5 separate regions of the Mus musculus genome follow, and regions 2, 3, 4 and 5 are each linked to region 1. The links are chromatin contacts, called in public HiChIP or PLAC-seq and Micro-C maps. All regions are on one chromosome and are shown on one strand. The core of a region is the stretch at or near the end of the contact, and the rest is flanking DNA. Distances in the headings are between cores, read along the strand shown. Region 1 holds the start of Klf5 (Kruppel-like factor 5). Region 2 has its middle 5.5 kb from the start of Gm41230. Region 3 overlaps Gm41230 (predicted gene, 41230). Region 4 has its middle 70 kb from the start of Gm41230. Region 5 has its middle 22 kb from the start of Gm41230.

Evidence for each region. HiChIP or PLAC-seq counts read pairs in DNA pulled down with a chosen protein or histone mark. A called contact is a pair of places that touch in the nucleus more often than the background predicts.
Region 2: a contact with region 1 is called in an H3K4me3 HiChIP or PLAC-seq map of embryonic stem cells, with 3 times the contacts expected there. The contact joins the enhancer-like site here to the promoter of Klf5 in region 1. A contact is called at or near these places in 5 of 39 promoter capture datasets (3T3-L1-derived adipocytes, embryonic stem cells and hippocampal neurons), 1 of 15 datasets of contacts at CTCF or cohesin (the NIH/3T3 cell line), 8 of 484 Hi-C or Micro-C datasets (the C2C12 cell line, cortical neurons, embryonic fibroblasts and 3 more), 18 of 115 datasets of contacts at active chromatin or transcription factors (PVALB interneurons, a colorectal cancer cell line, embryonic limb bud and 6 more) and 1 of 9 other capture datasets (embryonic stem cells).
Region 3: an HNF4G HiChIP or PLAC-seq map of pancreatic cancer cells shows a contact between it and region 1. The contact joins the enhancer-like site here to the promoter of Klf5 in region 1. A contact is called at or near these places in 6 of 39 promoter capture datasets (the 3T3-L1 cell line, 3T3-L1-derived adipocytes, the SN4741 cell line and 3 more), 6 of 484 Hi-C or Micro-C datasets (the C2C12 cell line, the N1E-115 cell line, embryonic fibroblasts and 2 more), 10 of 115 datasets of contacts at active chromatin or transcription factors (the NIH/3T3 cell line, SST interneurons, acute myeloid leukemia and 5 more) and 2 of 9 other capture datasets (adipose tissue and liver).
Region 4: a contact with region 1 is called in a CTCF HiChIP or PLAC-seq map of the NIH/3T3 cell line, with 9 read pairs. The contact joins the enhancer-like site here to the promoter of Klf5 in region 1. A contact is called at or near these places in 1 of 15 datasets of contacts at CTCF or cohesin (the NIH/3T3 cell line), 5 of 484 Hi-C or Micro-C datasets (the C2C12 cell line, epidermal suprabasal cells, myeloid progenitors and 2 more) and 6 of 115 datasets of contacts at active chromatin or transcription factors (embryonic stem cells, intestinal villus epithelium, neural progenitor cells and 1 more).
Region 5: a contact with region 1 is called in a Micro-C map of muscle stem cells, with 8 times the contacts expected there. The contact joins the enhancer-like site here to the promoter of Klf5 in region 1. A contact is called at or near these places in 2 of 39 promoter capture datasets (both in the 3T3-L1 cell line), 1 of 15 datasets of contacts at CTCF or cohesin (the NIH/3T3 cell line), 5 of 484 Hi-C or Micro-C datasets (the C2C12 cell line, the N1E-115 cell line, embryonic fibroblasts and 2 more), 6 of 115 datasets of contacts at active chromatin or transcription factors (cardiomyocytes, embryonic stem cells, forebrain and 3 more) and 2 of 9 other capture datasets (liver and pancreatic islet).

What each region holds. Positions count from the first base shown.
Region 1 is chr14:99,295,218-99,300,362 of GRCm38.p6, reverse strand. Klf5 (Kruppel-like factor 5) reads right to left here and starts at 1,672. Exons shown (of 4, transcript NM_009769.4): 1 at 1,141-1,672. The coding sequence starts at 1,368.
Region 2 is chr14:99,513,749-99,518,865 of GRCm38.p6, reverse strand. No RefSeq gene overlaps it. Among named protein-coding and RNA genes, the nearest start is that of Gm41230, 5.5 kb to the left of the region's middle. Within about 2 kb of position 1,990, at least 7 of the 459 cell types and tissues checked have an H3K27ac peak or open chromatin away from gene starts, as enhancers often do. A contact at or near this core is called in embryonic stem cells, where this site is marked.
Region 3 is chr14:99,546,511-99,551,649 of GRCm38.p6, reverse strand. All of the region lies in intron 1 of Gm41230 (predicted gene, 41230), which reads right to left. Among named protein-coding and RNA genes, the nearest start is that of Gm41230, 27 kb to the right of the region's middle. Within about 2 kb of position 2,894, at least 72 of the 459 cell types and tissues checked have an H3K27ac peak or open chromatin away from gene starts, as enhancers often do. A contact at or near this core is called in the C2C12 cell line, the N1E-115 cell line, the NIH/3T3 cell line and 5 more, where this site is marked.
Region 4 is chr14:99,449,347-99,454,778 of GRCm38.p6, reverse strand. No RefSeq gene overlaps it. Among named protein-coding and RNA genes, the nearest start is that of Gm41230, 70 kb to the left of the region's middle. Within about 2 kb of position 3,153, at least 33 of the 459 cell types and tissues checked have an H3K27ac peak or open chromatin away from gene starts, as enhancers often do. A contact at or near this core is called in the C2C12 cell line, the NIH/3T3 cell line and intestinal villus epithelium, where this site is marked.
Region 5 is chr14:99,497,578-99,502,767 of GRCm38.p6, reverse strand. No RefSeq gene overlaps it. Among named protein-coding and RNA genes, the nearest start is that of Gm41230, 22 kb to the left of the region's middle. Within about 2 kb of position 3,092, at least 16 of the 459 cell types and tissues checked have an H3K27ac peak or open chromatin away from gene starts, as enhancers often do. A contact at or near this core is called in the C2C12 cell line, embryonic fibroblasts, muscle stem cells and 1 more, where this site is marked.

The DNA.
Region 1 (5,145 bases), core at 423-2,922:
AAAAAAAAGGAAGTCAGAAAAAGATCAAGCCCCAGGTAAATGAAATGGTTCATAGAACCATTCACCTCAGTCAGTGAATAGGAGTCGTATATTTTGCTTTTAATTTTCCAAAGAAATGTCACCTCGGACCTCAGATCATCAAGATCTGGATGTGGACGAGGACGGACGGGATTTCCCGGATATGCAGGACTTAAAAATAAAGATTCATGCTGTAGCCATGTGAGTCACATCTGACAAAATGCCACTGTCTTCTCAAAGCACCACGACACTGGCAGACCCCAAGAAATAGGCGCTCAGTGCAAATACACAATACAGCAAGAGGCTATTAAACTAAGCGTCTTGAAATAAACCGATCTTAAACCCTTTCGTGCACTGCGCTCCCGTGGCGGTTAGTGGTTTCTGATTTTAGCTCTTCCAGCTGTTTGCATGTGGGTCTGTTTCCAATTTTTTTTTTCCTTGGGACTAGCTAAAAGTCCCGGGAAGTTTTTTCTAGGCTATATGACTCCCGTGCGTGGGCGAAAGAAACAGGCGCTTGCTCTAATTCGGCTGCTGGGCAAGTGTAAAAGCCAACTGCCAGCTTTCAACGCGACTCCGAGAGGAAATTTACGCGCACACTAAGAAAAACAACACCCCTGGCCTTTTTTGTCCGTGTTTCTTTTTAAGGGAAAAGCGGTGTTCCAATACAACCTTAAGATTCTAGTTTTCCAAACGGGGCCCTACAATACATTCTAGGGTGAGCCTCCACGGGGGTATATGAAACCCCAGTACTCCAATTTGCATTTCTATTTCACCCCAGAGGACGCAGGCAGGTGGACTTCCAAGGCCAGGGCCATCGGGAGAGAGCGGTCAAGAAGCATTTTAAGCCAAGTTGAGCGTGGGCACAAGCTTTCATCCCCACGCAAGCAAAGAGAAGGTGCACGCGAGCGCGCGGCTCTCTTTAGCTCCTCTGGACAGATCCGGGTGGGCCCCCGCCCTGCTCCCCCATCCACTCCCCGGCGCCCCGTCTGGGAGCGCAGGGCGGGGCTGTCCACCCGGGCACCCGTTCCCGCGCGTCCCAGTCTGGAGCGGCCCCTGTCGCCCGCGCCTCGTAGCGGCGGGACACGCCCGAGCCGGGGAAGGGAGGCCGGCCGCTCTGCTTACCTGGACCAGCTCCTCCGAGGGCAGTCGCGGGCCAGCGGCTGGCGGCGGCGCAGGCGGGTGGTGGTGCGCGTGTTTCAGATCGTCTCCGGAGAAGAGCGCCGCGTCGCGGGCCGGGTTCGCAGCGCCCAGCACCGGCTTGAGCTGCGCGAACACGGGCTCGTCCTGCGCGGCCGGCGGCTGGGGCAGTGGTCCCAGGCGGGCGCTCATGGTCAGCACCCGCGTGGGCATGGACGGTCTGGGGATTACGGGAGCGGGACACGGAGCGATCGCGATCCCACCTCGCTCGGGCTGGCACGGGACGGCGGACTCGGCGGGGGGCCGCGGCGGGGGACCCCTGGGCCGGCAGCCAGACGCTCACGAAGGCGGGCACGGAGATCGGGGCTCCTGGGCTCGGCCACGCGTCACCGCCGAGGTCCTCGGGCAGCCACTTTCTCCCGCCCCGCCCCAGCGCTCGCTCACCCTCTCGCCGGAACCCGCTCCCGCCACCCCCAAGCTCCACCAGCAACCTAAGAGAGCGCGTACCTGCCCCGCGACTACTGACACTTGACGCCCGCCTCTATTTCACCCAACTCCGGGGAGGCAGGGCCAGCTCACCGGACTGGCAGCGTTGTGGCCAATGGCAAGGCCCCAGGGCCAGAGGGTAGCCAGTAGGAAAGAAGGCCCACGAGGTCCCGCCTCCGACGGGCCGACCGCACCCCTCGCGGGCCAGGAGCTTCGCGCGCAGGGCTGCGGCGCAGTTTGTACACAACTTCTCTGACAGATTGGGCCGGCGGAGCACGGGGCGGGCGGAGGGAAGGAGAGGAGCGGGTGGAATCTAGGAAGAGGGGGAAATCAGGGTGGAGACGCGGAGGGAGATCTCTCCGAACTGTTCTCTGCCAGGATTAGGGCGAAAAAAAAGTATTGCACGTCTTAGGTGTTGTGCAAGGACCTGAAACTCGAAAACCGAAGACAGAAGGCAGCTAGGTGGGGGGAGCTGAGGTTTCCAGTCTTAACCAATGAGTGTATTTTTTTTTTTAAGTATACAAAATGTACTTTAGAGGAAAACAAGGGGCGGTGCGAAAACAAACGTAAAACAGCCCTCCTTTCTGTGTTTTCAGCCGTAGATCTATCTATCTTTTCGCAGATTCCTTGTGGCCTGAATAAAATCTGTAAATGTCAAGCATTTTTTTTCAAGTCCTTGCATACCAACCTGGGCACATTTTCCCCTACAGTATTTAAGGAGCTACAAGTTTTCACAGACATGTCTACTCTCCTTCGCCGAATGTGGGGAAAAGGTGGGGTGGGCCATATGAATTATGAAGTTTTTAATATTTAAACCATGTTGATTCTAGCCCGAGCATGGAATCTAATTTGAGAACTAACAGCCAGCTCAACCGGGTATTTAAATAGACATTACATCTTTGGCTTATTTTTGCTAGCACTGTAGTGTTCGGAGGGGCGGGGAATGGAGTTTTAATATATTCAGAAGTATGGGTCCCATCTACCTAATACAGTGTCACCTTTTCCTACGAAACGGGAACCAAAGAAGGCACAAACATTCACAGACATTCAACAGCCCTGAAAACTGGGTATCCAAACTGGTAGGAAAGCAACAGTCAACTATATTACTACCTTTTTACTGCGTTGTTTTAATGGAAGGTGAGTGGTTTGGTTTGGTTTTGTTCTTAATTTTTGCCAGTAATCACACCAAAGGAAACGCCTTTCCTTAATCCTCAATGTTCTTGTCTATGATTTTATCTGGCTTATTGAGAAGCTGAAACAATAAACTGCGACTTAAAAAGACGCCTGTAATATTGCTATCTATTTACGTCTGTTGGCAGCACACTATACTATAATACCTACCTAGAGCACACTCGCTCCTTTACAGTGAAGCATCTTTTTAAAAAGTTCTTAGGAAAAAAAAAAAGTGCACCTGAAAGAGTGTATCACAGGTATAAGTCTCATTTCCAATGAAATTTCCAAAGTCTCACGTGTCGTTTATTTATTTATTTATTTATTTATTTATTTATTTATTTATTTATTTATTGTAGCAAAGATAAAATCATATTGTGAACTCAGTTTCTTTTCTCCCTTTTCCTTCCTGTCAGCAATGATCCATCTTTACAGTTGTGGTTGCCACTTTCAGAGGATGGGTGATGACAACTTTCATGATACCAGGGTGTTATTTAATAAGTGTGTGTGTACTGACGTTTTACGTCGACAACCCCATGTTGCCAACCTTCATCTTTAAAAACTTGGCCTCATTTTTCTCTGTTATTAAAGCCAATCACGTGCTCAAATAACTCTGAGACGGGTCATAGAATTGTTGTCAGATTTTAACTTTTTAAAAAGGGGTCATTTTTTTAGAAGACCTCTGGGTACTTAATGCTGATAGTATAACCAAACCAAGTGTGGAGTGTTGATAGCTCTTAACAGGATGGTTCCTTCCTTTAACTCTTTGAATTTCTCTTTATTCTGATTGGCTTTTAAGCCTCTCTAAACCAGAGCGTCAGTGGGGCATGCCATTTTACTGCAATAAGACCCGTTTATTTTAATGGAAATCTTTCTAACTTACACAATAGCTTTTCAATATGCTTCTCTTACAAACATTTCACTGCAGCCAATTGAGACCCCACCAAGCTGCGTGACAAACACTGAAGAACGTATTTTTATTACCTTGTCACTCTTTTATTATTTTCCTATCTTTTAAAGAATGTGTATGTGAACCTGCCTGGGCCTGGTTCACATAGCTGATCCATTTCCAGTTTTAAAAATACTTGAATATCTACTTTTTGCTGGGGGTGGCGGCATTTATTTACATGTAATTTCTGGCATAGAGATGGGGCAATGGGGCCACTGCTTTTAAGTAAGTAATAGTTTCTCTGAAGCTCCTCAGACTGACAGAAAACAACCAGCTGAGCTGTGTGTGATCGTAGGGAAGCTGGGCTGCAATCCTCTTTCTGAGGTGTGTACCATTGCTGTCCTAAGCACACAGAGACCATGTTTAACCAAGACAAACACCGCTGTTGACAACGTGTCCACACGACTTCCAAAAAAGGGTTAAAACTCGATAAATATTTTTCAGATTTTTCCAGGTTCTACTCTGGCGTGCAGCCAGCCAGTGTGAATGGACAGAGCCTCAATGACTTTGAACTTTCTAGTTCTTTGCATTCCTCCCAGCTGAGTAGTCCTGTACCATTAGGGAAGATGGGAGAAAACAAAAAACAACAACAACAAAAGACAAATGTCAGGTTTCAGAAATCAATTAGTGGCCTGGCAGTAGTTGTGTTTGAACTGAAGTGTGCCAAAACGGTGGGGGGGGGGGGAGTTTGATTCTGAGGAAAAGAAAGAAAATTGTTGAGTAGTCAGGCTGGCTAGGAGGGTAAGCATAGAGGCAGTGTGCATGCTTAGGTCCTTAGTCACGGGGCAGAGGATTTAGTCTTAGAATAAACCCCAAGTGTCACTATCTTTACGGGAATAAATAAGACTGAATGTGTGGGGGCTGAGCCGGCGGCATCCAGCTACGGGGGCGGGGGCTTGCAAGAGACAGTGGAAAAAAAAATAGATAAATGGTTTCTGAATGAGCCGATGAAAGCCAGGAGCAATCTGCAGGGCAGTGCTTCAAGAAAACACGACAGCAGAGACACCTCTGGTCAGTTGAACACAGAAAAGTCCTCCAAAACACACTCAGTTTGGGAGAATATCCACAGGATGTTCCATTTCTATACTCAGACCTATCAAATGATACTGGATTGTAAGAGAAGATACCAGAAAGAGCAAAAGGAACTTGTGGTAAGTGAGCACACAGTGCCCGAGGGTAAGCTTGTTTAATTAAAAGTGACTTTTATATTCAGTGTGTATCCCTGTTGGAATTTGGATCAATGGAAACCCAGAAGATATTTGTCCCGTAGAACACTTCGTATCTTTAATCTTTTTTTTTTTTTAAGTTTTTCATTCCAACTCGAAGCCACACATTCTAAAAAGTTACTCAGACAGTAACACAGTAAATAAGTTCTTAAGGAGACT
Region 2 (5,117 bases), core at 741-3,240, 220 kb before region 1:
AAGGCTGGCTTCAAACCCTCATGAAGCTCAGAAGTCCATCTTGGCCTCTGGGAAACTGGAAACAAATGGTGTCATTAAAAGGCCTATGCATCAGAGGATTTAGTAGATTCCAGTCTGTGTGGACCTAGGGACTAATAGTGTCATCTGCAGGGCAAGCCCAACTCTCCCTGCTCCTGCAGTCAGGCTGAAGGAAAGCAGACCCAACTCTGCTCTGCCTTCTGGAGCTGGTCAGGTCTTTGGGAATCAATGGTGCCCGCCCACGCTGGATCAAGCACTAGTTCTCTAAGCCACTTGAAACTAATATCAAAAGAAACATCCTATGTCTCCAGACCACTGAAGACTGTGAATCCAGAGCACCTGTGGGATAGGATAAACTTCAGTGCCATAGGTTTCTATCTTATCCTACGGCCAGCTGGCTCTGTGTCTGTCTCTGGAAAACTACAGCTTAGACAGCACTCCGGTAGGACTCAGTTCTACGCATGCAGTTGGTTGGTCATTGATGAGTATGCTTGCCGGAGCATAAATTGCAAATTGTGTGAGAAAAAAAAATATGCATTTTCACCTTGGTGCTGTGCCGTGTGTTCCTGACATGAACTACGTCCCTAGTGACCCTCCAAATGAACAGATTTGTCAAATAGAGCCCGAATCTCTGGAGGCTGTATTGGTCATTATTAGCTCTGGGGTTTCCAAAGCTTGGTTAATGGAGTCTTAGTAAGTAGGAGGAGCTGCTAAATATGTATACCCCTGGGCTCCACTCATGATCGATGTGACTCGGTAGATCCACTTGGGGAACCAGGAATCTACTTTGTTCTCTTTGGATGGCAAGTGTTCTTTGGCAGATGGTCACTGAACTAGCTTTGATAAATCTTAAAGTGGTATCCAAGGGGAAAAGGAGAGGTTGGAGGTGCCAAAGTCAATGTCCACTGGCTCTTGGGCTATGCCAAGGGCTGGCCCTGGTGGGGAGGCATAATTCGTGTGGGTAAAGTGATTTCAGATCTTTGGGTGGGAAATCAGGTGAGCGTGCCAAAGATCAATATTGTGATTCATCTGAGATTCCCCGCTCGCTCTCCCCTGCCACACCTTTCAAACTGTGACGGTGGGAACAATAACAGGCATGTGCTATTTGGTTTCTTCAGCCCTGGTTCCTATGTATCTCCTTAAAATTGTGAGTGAGGTGCTGCACAAAGCCGGGCTTACAAGCGTATGATGGAGCAAGCATAACAGCAGATGTTCGTTCTTTGATTTTTCCCCCCATAATTGTCCTGTCTTCCCTCTCTTCGCCTCAAAAACAAGCTTTATGTGGGAAATTTCTGCTAAGGGGCCTAAGTGCCTCACTCAGATCTTTACCTCTCCACATTAAATCCCTTGAGAAGCAGGTAGGAACCGGGAAGCGCTTTCATTGCACTATGCCTTCATCTAAGAAGGGAGCAACATTGGTCACAATACAAAAGGAAAAGCTAATCTCAGTGTGCAGGGGCGGGGGACGGGGGATGGGGGGGGAGGGCGGACACTCTGGTCTCTGCATCTTTTTATGAAAAATAACCAGTGTGAAAGGACTGGATGAGGACTCACACCAAGTAGCTCATTCTGGTGGTGCTCACTACTGGCTGTTGGGCCTTGAGACCCATGCGATTCTCTGAGTCTCCTTGGCTGTAAAATGGTGAACCGGATCAGAGAACACTGCTGTCTGGCTGCAAGTTAACCTTGATAAAGCATGTGTGCTTTCGTCCTGTTTTCAAAGTGGAATACAACAGGATACAACAGAATAGAATCAAACAAGTAGTTCTCATCTTCTAACAAATACATAAGGAAAGTACAAGTGCAAAGCTTTCAAAAGCCGAGTCTGCCTTGTAGTCTAACGAGGGTGTAATGAAGTTGCAATTGCAGATCCAATCCGAGAACAACTGATCAACCTGTTCATCCCATGCTGCGCTCCTCTGCAGTGAGCACCGCCATCTTGGCTTCCTTTGCAAACAGTTGATTCCTAATCAGTAGGAAAGGGTGTGGCACAAGAGGAGGGCAGTATTTCTTTTTACAATTTCTTCCCTGTGAGCTCAGCTGAGGAGCGAAAGGAAAAACCTCCAACTCCTTTAAAAAAAAATAGTGCACTAGAGATAAAACTAACAGACAAGTGTTTATGGAGTAGCTACAGAGGGACCATAGGAAATTACCAAGCATAGACTCCCAGCTCTTATAACACGTTATCTACTTACTTAGGGGAAAATGGGAACATAGCTGAAAAATACAGGGAAAAAAATATTAACAGGTATCCTTTGCTACAAATACCCCTTCATTCACGAACACGTCTTCTGAAGAATCTAATAATTCCTGTGGTGAACAGAAGGAAGGTTGTAATTAAAACGTAAGTTTGGGGCACCATCTGACAGACCTGACCCCCTCTCTCACACCGTCTGAAAGCCAGATCAAACCACCCTTTGCTACGGAGGTTCTAAGATGCTATTTGAGATTAAAGTTCAGAGACGGCTCAGAAAGCACTCTTTAAAACTCTGATTTTAAACCTCCCAAAGGGAAGTCGGCTCTTTAAAAAGAACCCTTTCACGTGTATGTTTGAAGTACTTTGTAACATCTAAAGAAATATTTCTCAGTTGGAAAGGACAGCAAACAGAGATTGTTAATGACAATTTTGCATTGTGCTTGAAAATTTGCTAAGAAAAAAAAAAGCCAAATCCTGTGGGTTTTGTCTTCCCAGAGAATTTTTTTTTTTAATAAACAAAAGGCAAGGTCCTTATAATGGAAAACTCGTTCCAAGATACACAGCTTAAGAGAAATATGGGAAAGGAATTCTTTTTTTCCAAAATACTTTCCTTACTTCTTGTTTTAAATGGTTATTGTGGTAGGAATTTTTTTTTCTTTTCTTCTGATGGAACAATGGACTCTTATTTCTACAAAATAAATGGTGGGAGCAATCAAAAGATACTTTTCTAATGGAAAAGAGAGAGAGAGCCTACTCTCTAACAAAACCAAAACAAATCAGCAAAAAACAATGCTCTCTGGCACCAAGATTTGTACTCAAATGGGAGAAAATAAAATGAGTTTTCAACAGGAGTTTGCTGTTGAGCAATACCTCTCCCACCTGCACCTTTCAAAACATGTACCAATTATGAGGTAAAGATCAGAAAACAAACACTCCTTGGCACCCTTGCCTCTCTGTGCCACAAATGATGACAAAGCAGAAGTCTCTCCTCAAGGGAGAGGGTGTGTCTTCTTGTCCCTGCATACTAGAACTTCTACTCAAGCTTTGTTTTCTAACAGGTGATCGACACAGATGACCACAAGATCTAGCTGTGGCTACAGTTATGAAGTAATAGGTAATGCTCTGTTTAGTGAGTACCTTCTAGACAGTAGGTAATTATACAAGGTCAAAATCAGTCTTCACAGTGCCCTACAGAGATAGAGACCGAGACCTGACGGACAGAAAACTGAGGACCGGCGCTTGAAGTTGAGCCCGATCACATGACCATAAACAAAGCCAACACTGGAAACATTATTTCTGGCTTGGAAGTCCCAGTTCAGCCACCCTTCCTGCCATGCCTCCTCTCCCCATCACCTCAGAGTGTTCATATTTCTCCAGGATCTTCCTGTCACGGAGAAAATGAAAACAATTCTCATGACTTCTTAATGATTTAATGTGTTATCTGTCCGAGGACCATGCTGGAGAGAATAATATTTAAACTTGAGTCTCTTGTGGTAATGCATCAGAACATCTGGAGTGGAATGATTTATTTCAAGGATGAAGTAAAGCTTGGCCATACCTCTCAAGCTACCCTGGTAGGGCCACTACACAATATAACCTCCCTCTACACGCAGCTGTGTAGCATTACAGAACAAGACTCCAAGCAATCATTGACATTAGCTGCTACAGAGACGGCTTTGACCATCACAGGCTAGCATCTGCTTACTTTACCGATGGAAACATTGAAACCCATCTAAGACTTTACTAACTGCTCTATCAGTGACAGATGTTTACTTCTAAATTACAGCTTAGATGGGAGACAGAATAAAGGCAGGGGAAGAGTCAAGGTAGAAAAGAGGTGTTTGTTGATTTGCAAGTTGAGTCTAACAGTTGATACTTAAAAAAAAAAAATCTGTTCTAACTATTTGGTAGCTTACATACCTGAGGACCAATCTGATACATCAAATGAAGTTCATAGCACAGACATGGAGTAGAATCACAGCCCCTTACCAGCTGCCCTTCTCAGTTTAAGCTCAAGCTTTCCAACTCTATAGTCAGCCTTCCCATGTTTTCTAGGTACATCTCTTCCTCTAGATTGGGGAGCACTATCCTTTCAGAAGGACAGTATAAAGTTTGGAAAATTCCTTTCTGACTTCTTTGAATAGGAGTAGCACAGCCATCTTGGGCTTTGCTGTGATAGCTCTCAAACTTGGATGCCTACGTCTCTAGGGAAGAACTTTGGGATGGACTGACTACCAGGTTCCATACCTCAGGAGAGAGAAACTATATCACTAGAGGAGCTAATGTAAATGGAGAGAAGCTGGGGATGACCACTCTGCCTGTGTATCAGTAAAACCCTGGGCATTACCACCCAAACCTCGACCTGCTCCTGAGACCATCCTTGAAGACGGGACTGTACTGCTGCAGAAAAAGAAAGTCCAGTGGTTATCAAGTTGCACAAAGAATTCTTCAGCTCCCAAAAGCTATACGAAGTGCCTGAGAGAAGTTTCCACACTGGGTGATCCATGCTCAGCAGACCACTCAAGGCAGCAATCATAATGACAATGCTCAATCTAAAACTGCTGCGTAAAACATGGGCAGCCAAGGCACAAATGTTCATCAAAACAATACTATTTTGTGAAAGAATGAAGCAGATGTGGGGATGAGCATGGAGACAAAGCTTAAGACTCTGGGAAACCTACATTGACAAAGGATTTAGATTTTGTGTATAAAGTATTATTTTTCTATAATGCCACTGGTTGATTGTTCCTCCTAGTGTGCAGCGTTAGACTAATTGGCCATTAGAACCACTTTTAATCCTTCTTGCTATGCTTCTTCTATAAAGGATGCCAGTACCGGCTTCCTTATTGAGAGAGAAAGAGAGAATAACAAAAACAAAAACAAGAGTGAGCAAGAGCTTTTA
Region 3 (5,139 bases), core at 1,645-4,144, 250 kb before region 1:
TAGCAGCACTAACAAGGAACCAAGCCAAAGAAACAATATTTTGCTCGGATCCATGGCGACGTCACAGTTGCCACACATATTGAACAAGCTTCTAAAACATAGGTCAGATTTACCTCATCAGGTAAGATACAGGAGTCATAGCTCCAGGTCATGAAAGTCTACAAGTTAATGAATTTATTTTAAGTCACTTCTCATTTTTCCAAGTGATAAATTCAGTCCTGACCTCTAAATTTCATTTTGTTTTCAAGGCATGTGCACATTTCATTGTAATAAATTTGCAGTAATAGATCATGTCACTTATTCTGCTCTGAGAAAACAGCTTGATTTTTCTTTGTGAATACATCATCTGCCTTAGAGTAGACTCTGGAATAAAATGTGTCTTGCCTAATTGCAACAAGACATCTAAAGTCAATTCACTCATATCTTCTCAAGATAAATATTTTAAAAGATGCCTCCTTGGATTAAAAAAGAAAGTGTGTTTATGTACCCTCAGAGACAACAAGCTTACCTAGGTGGCTAAAATTATAATTCTGTTGATCTATCTAAAAGTCAAGATATTTTTGGATGTCAGCTTTTAATAATCATTTTAAAAGCTTCATTAAACCTATTTTTTTCTAAATGGAGGGGGCAGCAGACTCTGTGGGTAAGAGAGCTTGCTGTCCAAGCAAGGGGACTGAGTTCAGATCCCCAACATACATATGAGAAAGCTGAAGTAGCTTGGTTACCCCAGAGGTGTGCAGGTGCACAGTGGAAAATCACTGGGACTAACTAGCCACCAACCAGCCTGCCTGAAAAATGGGGAGCTGTAGGCTCAGTGAGAGACTGTATGCCAAGGGAATAACATAAAATATGATAGAGGATACCCACCATGATTCTCTGGCATACACACACACACACGTACACATGCATGCACACACAAGCACATGCAATTGCTTAAAAGTTGAATGAGATTTGAATTGATATCATAGCAGAAACTATTTTCTTCTTTGAAAGAAAACAGAGAGCTTCCTAATGGTAGAAGAGATGCTTAAGGCACAAAGAACATCTACATAGGTACATAGTGTTGCTCAAATAGATATTTAGTAGTAACTGGAAACTTTTTTTCTTGTCACACTGAAAGTAGGGGTGTGTCTTCTGATATCAGGTAGGTATCAGACATAAGAGATATTAGGCAACATCCTACAAGGCAAAAGATGTCCCTAACAGCAAGAAAGACTATCCAAACAATCATGCCAATGATGCTGAGGCTGAGAATTTGTGTGTTGGAACACTGTAGGACAAAGGTCAGTATACTTTTCCTTAAAATCTAGGTGAGAACATTTTGAGTTTTGCTATTATTATACAGCCTTTGTCACAATTGTCCAATTCAGCCTACGAAGTACAAAGCCAGCCCCAGGAACACCAAGTGGCTGCCTCTGAACTCTTGTACAATCCTATTTACCAAGGCAGGTGGCTGGACCTAGCTGATCCTCCTGGCTTGGTTTATTTCTCTGGATAGAGTCATTCTCATCTTAGAGATTCCTAAAATTCTTATTTCTAGAACTGGAAATTACTTTAATTATCATCATGTGACACATTGATAGAAGTCTAACTTTATGAGTCATGTCTAAAGTGAGAAAAAAAATCACAAGTTCTAGCATGAAATTATGTTGACAGAATGAAACTTGTGGTGTTTTAAACTTATTTTTAAAGAAAAATGCTTCTCTGATGTTGTGCAAAATAGATTTAAAGATTTAACACCATGGTCTCCTCTCCTGAACAAAGTAAGACAAATGACTATACTAGAATAGATGTGCACAGAGTCTCTTAGCCAGAGATTCTCGGGTTTTTTATTTGTTTTTCTTCATGATTCCATGAAGTGTCAACAAAGAATCTCAGAAACAAACTGGGTGGAGGTTTAATCCCAGCACTTGGGAGGCAGAGGCAGGCAGATTTCTGAGTTCAAGGCAAGCCTGGTCTACAAAAGTGAGTTCCAGGACAACTAGGACTACACAAAGAAACCCTATCATGAAAAACCAAAAACCAAAACAAACAAACAAAAAATCTCAGAAATATTACATAAGCTTGCTTAAATATATGCAAAATGATGTGGCTGCATACATATATATACATTTTTATGATGTCCCTAAGTTTGTAGGAATGCAAAATCCACTGCTAAGCTACTCAAGGCCATGAGCTTCAGGCACGAGCTATCCTAAGGGCCTGCATAATTGAACTTACCACATGTGAGCAGAGTGGGCTCTGTCATAGACTGAATGAGTTGTCACCAGTTACAGCACCATTGGTAATCAACCACGTGAAACCCACCTTGCAATCCAGGTTGTATTTGGTGTAAACATTTGGCAAAGGCACAGTTAGGAATCTACACTTTTATATTGTCTTCCTAATGTTTACTCTTTTTTATTTTTTCTCTCCTTTTAACTGCGCCTCGTCCCAAAGAGCCATCTGAGATGTCTTGTGCAGCAGCTAAGTCTATGTAGTAACAGGATACAAAGTTTTTAAAGTAAAAAAGTCTGTAATCTCAATACTCAGGAAGCTGATGGGGGCAGGGGGGTGACTGTTAGTTCTGGCCAGCCTGAACTATATAAGGAGATTGAATCTCAGAGATAAATAAAGATGACGGTACAAAGAAGACACAGAGGGTATAAAGTACAGCCATTGATGGGACAGTTCTACGTCCAAGTCCCTTACATTCCATTTCAGATGTGCCGGTTTATTTCCAGCACCCCTGTTTGCTGGACTGAAAGAGGTGATTTCTACATGACATTTTCCTTATTCTCGGGCTTTATCGGCAGTCTAGCAATCAGTCCACAAACATTTACTAAGTCTCCGTTGTGAGCAAGGCATTTTATTAGGTGGCACTGTGAGTCACAAGGAAGTTTCGCCTACTGAATCATTAACCTCACTTCCTGTATTAAGTGTGCCCTTCGAGAGGCTCTTCTGTCATCTGGCCACAGTAATGGGCTTATGAAATCAGATTTCAATTATAGCTTAACTAAAGAAAGTCCAGAGTAGCCGCCTCAGAATGGGAAAGCAGAGACCAGGGAAAGAATGACAGGCAGAGATAATGGAAGAGACAACAGCCGCTCCAGTGGGAACGGAACTTACAGTCACCAACAGGCCTTACAAAACACTGGCCTTAGAGATGAATGAGGGAAATAGATCAAAATGCTAAGAAGAGTTTTCCAAAGCTTCAACACAGGTCACTGAAGTCCCTGCATGTGGACAAATAAGGGACATTCTTTCCCTAGGGGAGAGAGGATGACGATATCAGATGAACAGAAGGAGTGAAGGCTCTCTAAGACTCACTACTGTCAAGACAAATGCTCAGGATAGGACCCATTCTTCAGATATGTAGCTCTCAAAAGATGGGACATTGAGTTTCAAGATGGAATTGACTTGGTTAGGGAGCCCCACACCCATACCCCACTAAGCCAGAATCCAAATGTCCTACTTTTCTTCTGCTTCCACTGCACAAGGTTAAATTGCTGAGTCATGGTGATGTTGAGCGAGGACAGAAGCATTCTTTAAATTATGGAACATAGCTGCTTCTTCCTGAAGCGAACAAGAAACAGAATCGCTCCGAGCAGTGCGTGCTTAGTCTCTATTGTTGCAGTTGTTACCATGCAGTCACAAACAAAATTCGATGATGAAAGAATTAAGTTCATCTATCCATGCAATATCATTACTCACTTCCTAGGTTCTGGAGCTCCCTAAAGCAAAGGGAGAATATAATTCCAATATATTACATTGCTAGTTGGTTTTATAGCTATCAAGTTCGTACAGGCACATAAATCAGAAGGTATTCAGAGAAAAGAGGCAGATGTTTGCATTTTCCAGACAAGTAAAATCATCTTCTCCCTTATATGCCACCAATCCTCAGCCTTTTCATAAATATAAGAGCTGTAAAAAATCAATTGAGATCCAACATCTAAGTAGTTTGCAGTCCCCTGCCTCTACTCCTGCCCCCACGCTCCAAGTTTTCAGAGCTATCAGAGTAGGACCTGAAGACATTCTGCTATTAATTTCCATAGCAATAAAATTTATAGCAAGGTGTCCAATGTCATGTGGAAGCAGAAGCAGGCAGAAACTGATCCCTATTTTATTAATTGTTTGTTTTGTCTTATTTGAGGTAAAGTGTTTTTTCTATAGCCCAGCCTGGATTCAACTACAATTCTCCTCACTCTCCCTCCCAGGTACTTGGATTACATGTGTCTGAAAATGGCTTTGGAATTTTTAGAATAATCTTTTCCTCAATGTTTTATTCAAAGGTATTCATCTGAACCACAGTGGAGATAGAAGAAGAAGAAGAAGAAGAAGAAGAAAAAGAAGAAGAAGAAGAAGAAGAAGGAGGAGGAGGAGGAGGAGGAGGAGGAGGAGGAGGGGGGGGGAGGAGGAGAAGGAGGAGGAGGAGGAGAAGAAGAAGAAGAAGAAGAAGAAGAAGAAGAAGAAGAAGAAGAAGAAGAAGAAGAAGAAGAGAAGGAAGGAAGGAAGGAAGGAAGGAAGGAAGAAAGAAAGAAAGAAAGAAAGAAAGAAAGAAAGAAAGAAAGAAAGAAAGAAAGAAAGAAAGAAAGAAAGAAAGAAAGAAAGAAAGAAAGAAAGAAAGAAAGAAAGAAAGAGAGAAAGTGAATATATTCAAAAGTCAGTCCACTAAAGAGGTTCTGACTTGAAACTGGTTTTTCAACAGACTATATTCTTTTTGCTTTGGTGCTTTGGCTCCTTGTCAACTTGCACACAGTCCAAGGCACATTAAGATACTTGAATGAAAGCGTCAAACTCAGAGTGTGTCTTTCAACTCATATACTAACTGGCTCTATTTATACCCTGTGAGAGTGCAAAGGCAACAGACCCAGAGTCTGTCATTTTCACAGAGACCACAGCTCCCAGCATCCTTTGTATACAGCAGAGCTTCCATGATTACTAATAGTAAACATGGGATTTAAAATAAAAGGAAATATGGAATATGTAAGTATGTTGATGATATTCTTTTTGTATTTTTTTGGAGATGAATGGAAATCATCACTTTTATATGGAATACAAGAGGAAGCCATCTTACATTAAGACACTATATGTAGTATATGTTGTCAGAAATGTCTAGTACCACAAAACAGTAATTTTGTAAACTATCTTGGTTATAAT
Region 4 (5,432 bases), core at 1,904-4,403, 150 kb before region 1:
CCTCCAGAACTCAACTGAAAAACAGAATGTAAGATAATGACGCCCAGGAAATGTGAAGAAATGATTAAGAAATGTTGTCATCGGTCTGTATAACAAAAGTCAATAAGAAAAGACTAATGTCTCTTCCTGAACCTACTAGAAGCTAGGTCCCCATAATAAAAACACAATGTCTAGAATATAGTGTCTATGACAAACTCGCAAGTGGATTGCTGCTGTGTTCCATTATTTTTGTGTTGTTGTTGTTTTTTTTTTTTTCAATACAGAATCCCCTTATACCATCTAAGCTGGCCATGGACTTATGCTCTTCATGTTCTGTGAGTCTTCCAAATGATGGAACTGAACATATGTACTACTGTATCTATTTTACAATCCTCTATACCCAAGACCAGGTAAAGTTTTCTCTAGTGAAGGGAAGTTGTGAATCAAACAAGACTAAGCAGCTCTGGTGCACAGCATGCAGCTAGGGCACATGATAAACCCCCGCTTCAGTTTCTTAATTCCAACAGCAGTTAGGAAAGAGCTGAATGACATCGACCTGAGCACCATGTGATCGTGAAGCACAGCGTTTTGCATTTCCTGCCTTCATTTCTAACTGAAAGCTTTTGCACCCACTCGCCTTCATGCTCAATCCATCAGAGCCCACAAACCTCCACATGGATCGAGCAAGAGCGAGCACAGCACCCCTCAAGCCTCACTTCCCAGAAGTATAAATCTATCACTCTCCTCTGACTCACGGGAACATGAGCCACACCGTGACAATGGGATCTTCCCACTATCCACGCAGCAAGTGTCAGCTTCGTCAGTGTCTCGGCAAATGTCAAGTGCTTCCTCAGATCAGAATCTGAAAGAGTATGCTGCTCAAAATACCTGGTGTGTGTGTGTGGAAGGGGGAGGGGGATCAGAGTCATTTGTCTTTGGTGTACAATGTAGATGCAATCACTCTGCCTGGTGTACAGCGTAGATGCAATCACTCTGCCAGAGAATTTTCCATTTCATAGAAGGTTCACAAAGTCATCGCAGTCATCACCTGGACCCCACACAAGATACCAAGCTTCCTTCTCTGAGAGTGGCATCATCCCACTCTTGTTTTGCTCAAAAGTTTGCCTCTTAATGTATCATCTATTCTAACTCAGGCCAGGACAAGGTGTGGGGCAAGTGGAGTTCCCAGAGCACAGAGTTTACAAGTGAGCCCCTTCACTAGAGGCTAGACCCTATGCAAGGAATCACAAGATCCCTGACCCATCCCTGGCTGATCAAATGCAGGATTTTTGTGAGGGTATTGGGAATGAAAATCAATCTTATACATACTGGGTAAAATCTGTGCTTGTATGTGTACCTGTGGCATAGATTCCACCTTTCCTTTCACTTTAAGAGCACCACTTTGATAAATTAATATATATTACATATATATTACATAATATATATAAAATATACTATATACATATACACAAACACATACACATGTAAACATGGACAATACCCATCTGGGTAATCCCAACAGTTGGAAGGCAGAGGCTAAATTATCTGTAGGCCAAACTAGCCTACATAGGGAGTTCCAGGTCAGCCAAGGCTACACAGTGAGATCCTCTCTAGAATAATAACAGCAAGCAAATGAAAGAAGCTGGTTATGATCAGGGGAGGTGACACTCCTGATAAAACAGTGCTTAGTGCAGGCTGGAAAGTCACCAACCCACGTGACTGTGCTACTGAAAAGGGACATTTCCAAAAAATTGGAGCTTGCTGGCTGATTCTAGCTGCTTTCAACAACAACAACAAAAAAAAAAAAAAACATACAAACTCAATGAGCTCAGACCAGACCTACTCAAAAGTCAAGCTCTTATAAGCCATGGTCAAAGGGCAGGCTCACCAGAGATGAGACGTGGTTCCTTCCCTCTCGGAAGTATCACTCTCTCTAGGAGCCTTCTAGTAATGGCAGCTGCAGTTCTTTACCAGTGTGTATTGAAATGGTCTCATGTTCTTTGGGGGAAGGTGCTGGCAGGGTGCAGAGGCTTGTCCATGAGAAACCAGATTCCCAGCCCAAAGGTTATTTGAAGATAAGATCCTTTGGTCATAGCTATTCACAGATAGAATGGAACAACAGTCAGTACACTGGAAATACCCTAAGCTTCTCGGGGGAGCATATTGCCAAGGAAGCACAAGGTTCCATGGTGATGGGCCAATCCTGAAAACGATCCAGTTCCTCAAACTCACACCGAAAGAAGTGAGGTAGAAATTCTGTCCCCCAATAAAAGGAGACTCTTTAGCCATCCTTTGAAAAAGTCACAGATGAGCATCCCAGAGGACAATATCCAGGACACAGAGGGGCAGTAACTATGGCAACTACTCTGTTGCCTAGAACGGAACCATCATGTTGATCCAACATGATTCAAAAGATGCTATCCCCTAGGATCTTCAATCTCTACCTTTTTTTCTGTATGGCCATTATGTTCCTATTCTATCACTGAATGTTGTGTACCGAGACCTTGATTCTCCCATGGGTTGAGGGACTGACTGAGTCCAGTTGGTGGCAGCAGGTAATTTTTTTTTTTTGATGAAACAAAAATATTCACAATGGAATTAGGAAGGAAGGACCAAGTATACAACGTATGGAAACTCTTACCCATATGCTGGAAGTTTTAACAGTGTTCACATTTGTTGTCTGGCTGGAAGAATAATAAGGGGCCCTGGAATGAAATGAAAGATGCCTGTGAACACTTGGGGAGAGCCTGGGGCAAGCTGGAAGAGACAAGTAGACCCTTTCCTGCTTAGCTCCCTTGCAGTAGGACCCTGGTCATCTGTTTGGGCCTCTGACCTATTAAAAACACTTGATGATTTTCATTATAATTACACTTGAGAAAGATCATTCTAGCAACAATAAACAGTCTGAAAGAAAAGATTCTAACCACAAAGCTATAACAATACTCAAGGGAGAATTAATAAGACCCAACCAAAGCTGGGTGGCCGGAAGTAGAAGAAAGGACGTGGAGACCCAGACATCAAAGGGGGGATGCTTCTCAGCTTAATGACGAGACCCAGAGAAGCAGGGAATGGGGAAAATCTAAACTATGACGCCATAGTCCCACTGAAACGTCTAGAGCGTAACTGTTGTGAGGAACCAGAGAAGCAAGGTTAACAAGAGTATGCTGACCAAGGTCAGCCAGCTCAGTCGGATTCTACTATGAGTAATCTGGTGGAAGGCTCCCAGAGGTCATGGGCTGGTTTCTGACACATTTGAAATCACTGAAGACAGAGAAGTAGATCGCAGATTAGAAAATGGCCTGGTGAGCGGTAATCCATGCAGCAGTGCAGTAGGAGACAGCCTTGGAGAAAGAGTAGACAGCTAAGAACTATTACAATTCAGACGGAAAAGCTGAGAAATGCTGGCTCAGAAAACATAGCTTTGTCTGGCCAATCAAGTGGAGAGTTGCGGTTATCGGGACACTGCCCTTAAGTTTATAGCCACAGCATTATATGGTGCTATCGGCTGGCTATGATATTATGCTTTCCCTAAACTCATGTGCAAAGTCCTCAGCTCTAATTCCACAGAATGTGACTGTTAGAAGATATGGCCATTTAAACAGTTGAGCCTATTAAGATGAGGTAGTAGAGTGGGCTCTAGTCTAACCAGACTGGGGTCCATATAAGGAGAAAATGTAGATAGAGATGGTACTAGGAGTCTATGTGGACAGAAGGGGTGGCCACTTGAAGAGAGGACACCTTACAACCCAGGAAAGAGGCCTCAACGAAAGCAACCCTCTGGCATTTCTGTGTTGGCCTTCCTGCCACATGAACTGCAAATTAAATGAAATGACTAAAATACGATTTTTTTCCTTTTTCCAGAGTTGTCATATTTTTAAAACAATTGTTTAAACAAGCAGAAACAGTCAGCAAAGCCTCTTAGATATTCAGCTTCAGTCTTCATTAAGATAAATTCAGATTAAAAACAATCATTACCAACAAAAGACTCACTATATAGACAGCCTTGGGTCCTATTCTAGAAATGATAAGTTCTTTGTGATAAGAGCTTATGAAAAACCATACAGTTTCCAAATACACTCTCTGGACCACATTGACCGCTGGAGTCAGAACCTCAGATGGGCCTGACATCCATCCCTCAGGTTGTTTTTACAGGAGTCACTCAAGGAGTAGGTAGAACAAAGTTGCTGTCTGTATGAAGTGAAGAAATAAGATACCAAGCAGGGGGCGGGAGAGATGGCTCAGTGGTTAAGAGTACTGACTGCTCTTCCAGAGGTCCTGAGTTCAATTCCCAGCATTCAGAGGTCCTGAGTTCAATTCCCAGGAACCACATGGTGACTCACAACCATCTGTTATGGGATCTGATGCCCTCCAAGACAGCTACAGTGTATTCATAGAAAAAAAAAAGTAAATCTTGAGAGAGAGAAAGAGCAAAGAGACTTCCCAGCTCAAGAAGAAGCCTGAAACTGCTACTTCAAGTAGTACATGAACTGCACATAATTCCATGGTCTCCAAACAGGATAAGCACAGGCAGCGAGAGGCCAGCCCTTCATCCTGGGAATGGTGACCTCAGAGGCTGAAATTTCAGGTAACATGTTCCGACTGATCACGTTCCTCAAACTCTCCCACCACTTTCAGATGTCACAATTCTTGGTTCGAGTTGCATCTGAGGACACCACATCAAGGCAGGTCACTGCTGGTAACATCAAACAAACTTAATTTTTTTTTTGGATCTCAACCCTAAACCACTTCCTGGACTCCAAATAAGGAGGCAGAGTCATCTTCTCTCAGCCTCTGTTAAAGTAAGGCTCAGAATTTCACTTTCCTTGACCACTGCCACCATATCAATGAACACCGGGGAAACAGTCTTGCCCACAAACCAAGCCTGAACTAGAGAGTCAGTTCCTGATTAAATAAATGTCACATATTGACAATATAGTGAAGTACCAACATATACCACTGTCGGTAAAGAACTGGAAAAATGAATAAATCAACAAATTAACCAAGTGGCCTAGACATTTTCAGAAGACACAATTCTATCCTAAGCTCCTAGCCAGTCATGTTAGTCACCCCTTTTTCAGATTCTATGTTCAAAACACTTCAATAGAAACACTTCATTGTTGTAGGGTTGTTTTCTTTTCTCTATACAACCCCTCCCACAAAGTTTTTTATTCAAAACTCCAAATCTTATCATGGAAAAGCCACTAAGAAAAATTACCCAGGCATGTTCTGAGAAACTGTGAGTCGTCCGGGGGTTGGCAACGTACATGTGCCTAATGTGGAAACCTGAAATAAAGAAATTAGTTTGGTATTTTAAGGAATTCTGGGTTCATTTGAACAAATAGATACAAACGATGAGATCAAGGTCAGACCCCCAAACAAACAAGAGGCTTAAAGCCACACAGGAGAAGAAAGGTTGAGAGAGTGGTGACTCACTCCCTTTGTGGTTTTGTTTT
Region 5 (5,190 bases), core at 1,843-4,342, 200 kb before region 1:
CTTTTTTGCTAATCTAATATTGTCTTGATTACAGCCTCTTTGTGAGTTTTGAAATCAGGATGCACTGAGGTTTTAGGTTTGTTCTGTCTCAAGATTGCTCTAGCCATTTAATGAGACTCCTGATTCTATACGTACTTGGTCTGTTTTCTGTTTCCTTAAGCATGCTCTTGGACCTTGAAAGAAATGCCTAGGTATAACTTGGGCCATGTGGACATTTTAACAGTGCCAACTCGATTTTGATTGGGGTGTTCCCTTTGTTAGCCTGCTTTGATTCCATTCAGCAGCGTTTTACAGAATGCTTTTGTCTTCTAGGTTAAATTTGTTCCTAAGTATTATATTTTTTCTGAATCTGTCATTAATGGGATCATAGTCCTGGTCTTTCTTTTGAATTGTTCATTATCAGTGCATAGAAACACACCTGATTTTGAGTAGTGGTTTTTGTATATGGCAGCTTTGCAAAATCTGATCACTAATTGTTATGTTTGAGGGAGGGATGCCCTTCATTTCTCTTCCTGATGTAATTTCTCTGGCTAAGACTTCTAGAAGCAGCCAGATAGACATGGTGAGAGTGGTCATCCTTGTTTCACTGACCTTAGAGGAAACATTTCATTTTTCACCACTACTAAGTATCATGATAGTAGTGGAATTTAGAGAAGTTAAACTATGTTCATCTTACTCTTTGATGGCAAAAAAAAAATACATTCTTGATTCTACCTATAATGGTTTAAAACGTCCTAGTAAATGTACAAAATATAGTTTTTGACATTTTCCTGCCTGTACACCATGCCTTTCTAATTTTTTCCCCATCCGCTTGTCCCTTACCCACCGCCCATGAGTTTTCTTCCTCCCCTCAAACAGTATTCTTCTTCCACTTCCATGCTGTGTGTGTGTGTGTGTGTGTTTGTGTGTGTGTGTGTGTGTGTGCGTAGACGCGCATAAAATATAAGATAGAAGTGCAATATTTTGCTTTGTTTTGCCCTCCACCTTCTAGGTCCTCCTTTCTACTTTCTTATCTTATATACACACATATATCTAAGTTTACATTCTGTATATGAGAGAAAATCTATTTATGCTCTTGATTTAGGTTTATTTCACTTAACATGATGATCTCCAGTTTCATCTCCTTTTCCTGTACATGACATAATTAAAAGGAATATTGTTCACTACCTGGCAAGGTCCTGTCAATGTTAAATGCATAAATATAATCTGCTGGGCTTCTCACCATCGTCATGGCTCATCTTCCAGTACAGCTACTCTAGAGACTAGAGGAGAGTGCCACAAAGCCAGACTTACAGGCCAGTGCTTTTAACCCTGATTCATGTGAGATTAAGGCAGATGCAGATCACAATGCAGTCAGTGCCTTGTTTTAAAATAAAAGTTGCAGCTCCCACTTAGGGCAGAGCAATGGGAACTGTCTGAGGGATGTACCTGCTTTGATCTCTGCCCTTTGCAGCCCAAAGCAATTTGTGTGCTTGTTTTAAAGACCTGAATAGAAATCAGCCATTAGCACTCCCATCTATAAAACAATCAATTCTGGAATACAGAGAAAAGGAAATCTCTCTGGCTGCTGAAATTAATTCTTTTTTTTTTTTTTTTTTTTTTTTTTTTTGCAGCTCCTCAGGATTTAACATTTGCTCCACTAATTTCTCCAAGTCCCTGTTGCTGGGCTGGGCTGTTTGGTTGTTAATGTAGCCTTCCATTGTCAAGGCTTTAACCTTTCATCTCCGGTACCTCGAGTGGCTTGAAGAACCCACCTCTTGCTTTTCCCATGTCCAAAAATTGATCTTCAATCAGATTTTCTTTCAGATGGCCTGAGCATTTTACCTGTGACAAACTCAGAATCGGGAGGCCTTGCTCTCCTTTTTTCAGAAATTGTATATTAATTGTACGAAATAGTGAACTTCATTATGGCATCTTCATACATGTGTTTAACCTATTTTGATGATACTTCCGTTCCGATTACCCACTCTTTCTCCACTCCTACTCCCAGTGCGTCCCTTCCTCTTCCCAAATAAAAGCCTTAAAGAGCTGCTTGAAACTTTTAGAAGTGTTGATTGGTGAATATTACACACACACACACACACACACACACACACACACACACACACACACACACTTTTTCTAAACTAGTCCGTTTTTTCTCCCTCCCTTCCTTTCTTTTCTCCTTCTTTCTCTTTTGTCTTCATTCTGTCCTCTCTCTCTCTCTCTCTCTCTCTCTCTCTCTCTCTCTCTCTCTCTCTCTCTCTCTCTCTTCTCTCTTCCCTCCCCTCTCCCTCTCTCTTCCATTCTCGCCCTTCCTCATTTCCTTCTTTTGCGCCTGTTAGACTGTTACAGGGAAATGGCCATTGGATTTGGACTGTGTGTCTTACAGACATAGGAAGAGGGTGGGTCTTTTGGGTTTCCTGCTTCTTCCTTTGTATTGGATTTATGCTTTTCCCCAAATTTCATAGTTGACATCAACTTTTGGAAGCATGACATGCATGATACTTTCTCAAGGTTATTCACAGTTCTGAATCACCAAGCTAATCTTTGCCACAAGTTGCGGTGCAAATTTTAGACATGAATTTATTTCCCTCCATGGCCAACAGCTTAACCAGAAGGCTTGTCTATCCTCACAGACTTAAAAAAAAAAAAAAAAAAAAAAAAAAAAAAAAAAAAAAACCTCCCAGAGTACCAAGCCTGAGCCCAATTGAAATTCCTTTGTAGGATGCATTCCTCAGTGATGCAATAATCCCACCCTCTTTCCAATGATATAGAAGTCACAGAGGCTCTTTCCCATTCTATCATATCTCTCCTTTAAAAAAATAAAATTCTTCTCTCAGAATTTGCAGCACATTTACTCTAACACAGCATCCTCGGGTATTTCTTTGGAGTTTTTAATTATAACAATCTTTTTATAAAGGGATTTTTGAGGTAGAGCCTGGCACATTCCATTCATGCGCTGCAGTGATTAATTCTTATTGCTGTTCGGTCACTTGTTACTTTATTTTTAGGGGTAAATTTATAGCGAGTCCTGGATCACATGTACGGTGGTATTTGAAGCAGCTGCAGCTGCTTACATAGCAGAAGTTCCGGGCTACATTCCTGTTGTGAATCACAGATTTGTGAGGTTGGTACCATGAGTAGCAAGAAAAAAAGAATTAATCTTGTGGTAGCATACTCACATGTACATACATACACAAATTCCCAAAGGATTTGCAGCATGCAGTGAAGAGCATCCTGTATCTTCTCAGGAACCTGCCCTGTTCAAGGAAGGCTTTTGCATCTGGTCACATAGATTTGTGAATGAAAGCTCTTTAATTTTCTTCCTATATATATATATATATATATATATATATATATGTACATCTGAATGTTACATACACATGAATGGACATGTATAAGTATATTTGCCATATAGGTGACCTTATCGATTTAAAATTCTACGGCACAGTATATTCTACCATATTCTCTCATTGAAGTGCCGTTGGGTAACTGGTGTTGAAGACAACCCAGCAAGGTCGCACCTCACAGCAGCTGATAAGAGAGAGTCGATGGAAGCCTTGGGTCTTTACAAAGACCTGATTTCATCTGTGAGCACTCAACTGTGTGCACTCAACTCATACGAACCACACAAGAAAGAGTGATCATCCTAAAGAATTAAGCAGGAATTCAGACCCTAGAGTTAGATTGTTAGGCTTCAGTATTGTTCTGTATCCTAAAAAGGTTGAACAAGTGGCTTTGTGTCCCTATGCCTCAATTTTCTCTTCTGGCTATTTTACTAAACTGCTATGTGGATAATATGAGATAGTGCACATTAAAAAAAAAAATCTCAGGACAGTCTGAGGCTCTTGATAAGCTATTAGTACATCCAGGCTATTTTTGCTCTTCTGAAAACAGAGGAGAAGAACTGCACTTAGGTAGTACTAAGGCTGGCTTGAGCAGAGAGGTCCGCCATCATTGGAACAGGTGCACTATGGAAATAAACATGTGTCCGTACAAGCAGTAGCTAGCAGAACACTTAAAATTCCTCCGTGATGGTATGGTCCTCTTGAACAAGGATGGGCTCCATCTCAAGAAGTAAATGCCAATTTTCTCAAATGGGGGCTGGCTAAAATAGAGAAGATTATACTCTCTTGTAGCATTCTGAGGACTGAACCAAGTATCTCATATTCAGACATTAGGTAGGGCTAGGCCTGTTGCCTGCAAACAAAAGATTATATGGCTCCAAGTTAAAAAAAAAATCTCAGTCTACTAAAAAGAATGCTTACAAGGTTATCTTAATAAATGCAGTATCGATCAACTGTTTTATAATGGTCAGGGGATCTGGGAAATCTATTGGTTTGTTCAGGTAATTTTCTAATACATTAATCAATGAAATAATTACATATTAATTAATATTCATGGAAACAGTGAGGACCTGGTGATTTCCATCAGGAGAGGCTTGGGGGGGGATGATTTTTGAACCTTCTTTATGAGGATTAGTCCAGTAGAGATGAAGACAGGGAGAGCTTTTAGAAATATAACCGGCATAAGATGAAAACGCACGTCATTAGTTCATCAGAAGGAATTGTGAGTCGGGCGGGAGATTGGGGTAGGAGGAAGTCGTGGGGGAAGACCCTGCTCTTACTGCAATTTCACTTTTCTAATTCTCAGGATTCCGTCAAGTCTGGCCCTCTCTAGCTCAAGCAGAAAAGGCTTTGGGGGTGAGGGGGTAATTTGCCCAAGGCAGTAGTTCTCAGGGAGGGAAGTTCTATCGCACAGAGACCAGGCAAGGCTGAACACTGCTTGGCCCTCCGAGGTGAGACTGTGCCCCAAGAGGGTCTCAGCTTGTGGCAAGTGGCAAATGAGGAGAAATGAGAAGAAAGCTATGCTGCTCTGTGGGACTTTTCTAGCAATCAGACAGGGAAAGTTGTAAGAAATCACTACATGGCTTTATTCGAGTCGGCAGCAAGACAAGCCTTTGTCAGCAGTACTCTCAGTGAGGGGACCGTCCCACCCTCTCCATTCATGGCTTTTGATGTGAAGTTGGATAAAAGATTCCATCAAAATTCCTGTACTTTAGGCTTCTAAATTATTTGTCTCGCTATAAGACGCTAGACGAGAAGGCTAATGAGAAGAAATCAGTTCCTCACAGTTCTCAGGGTTGAGAAAGCAGAATCGAGATGCCAAAAGAGGGCCTAGGGAAACAGTTCAATTGGCAGTGAGCTT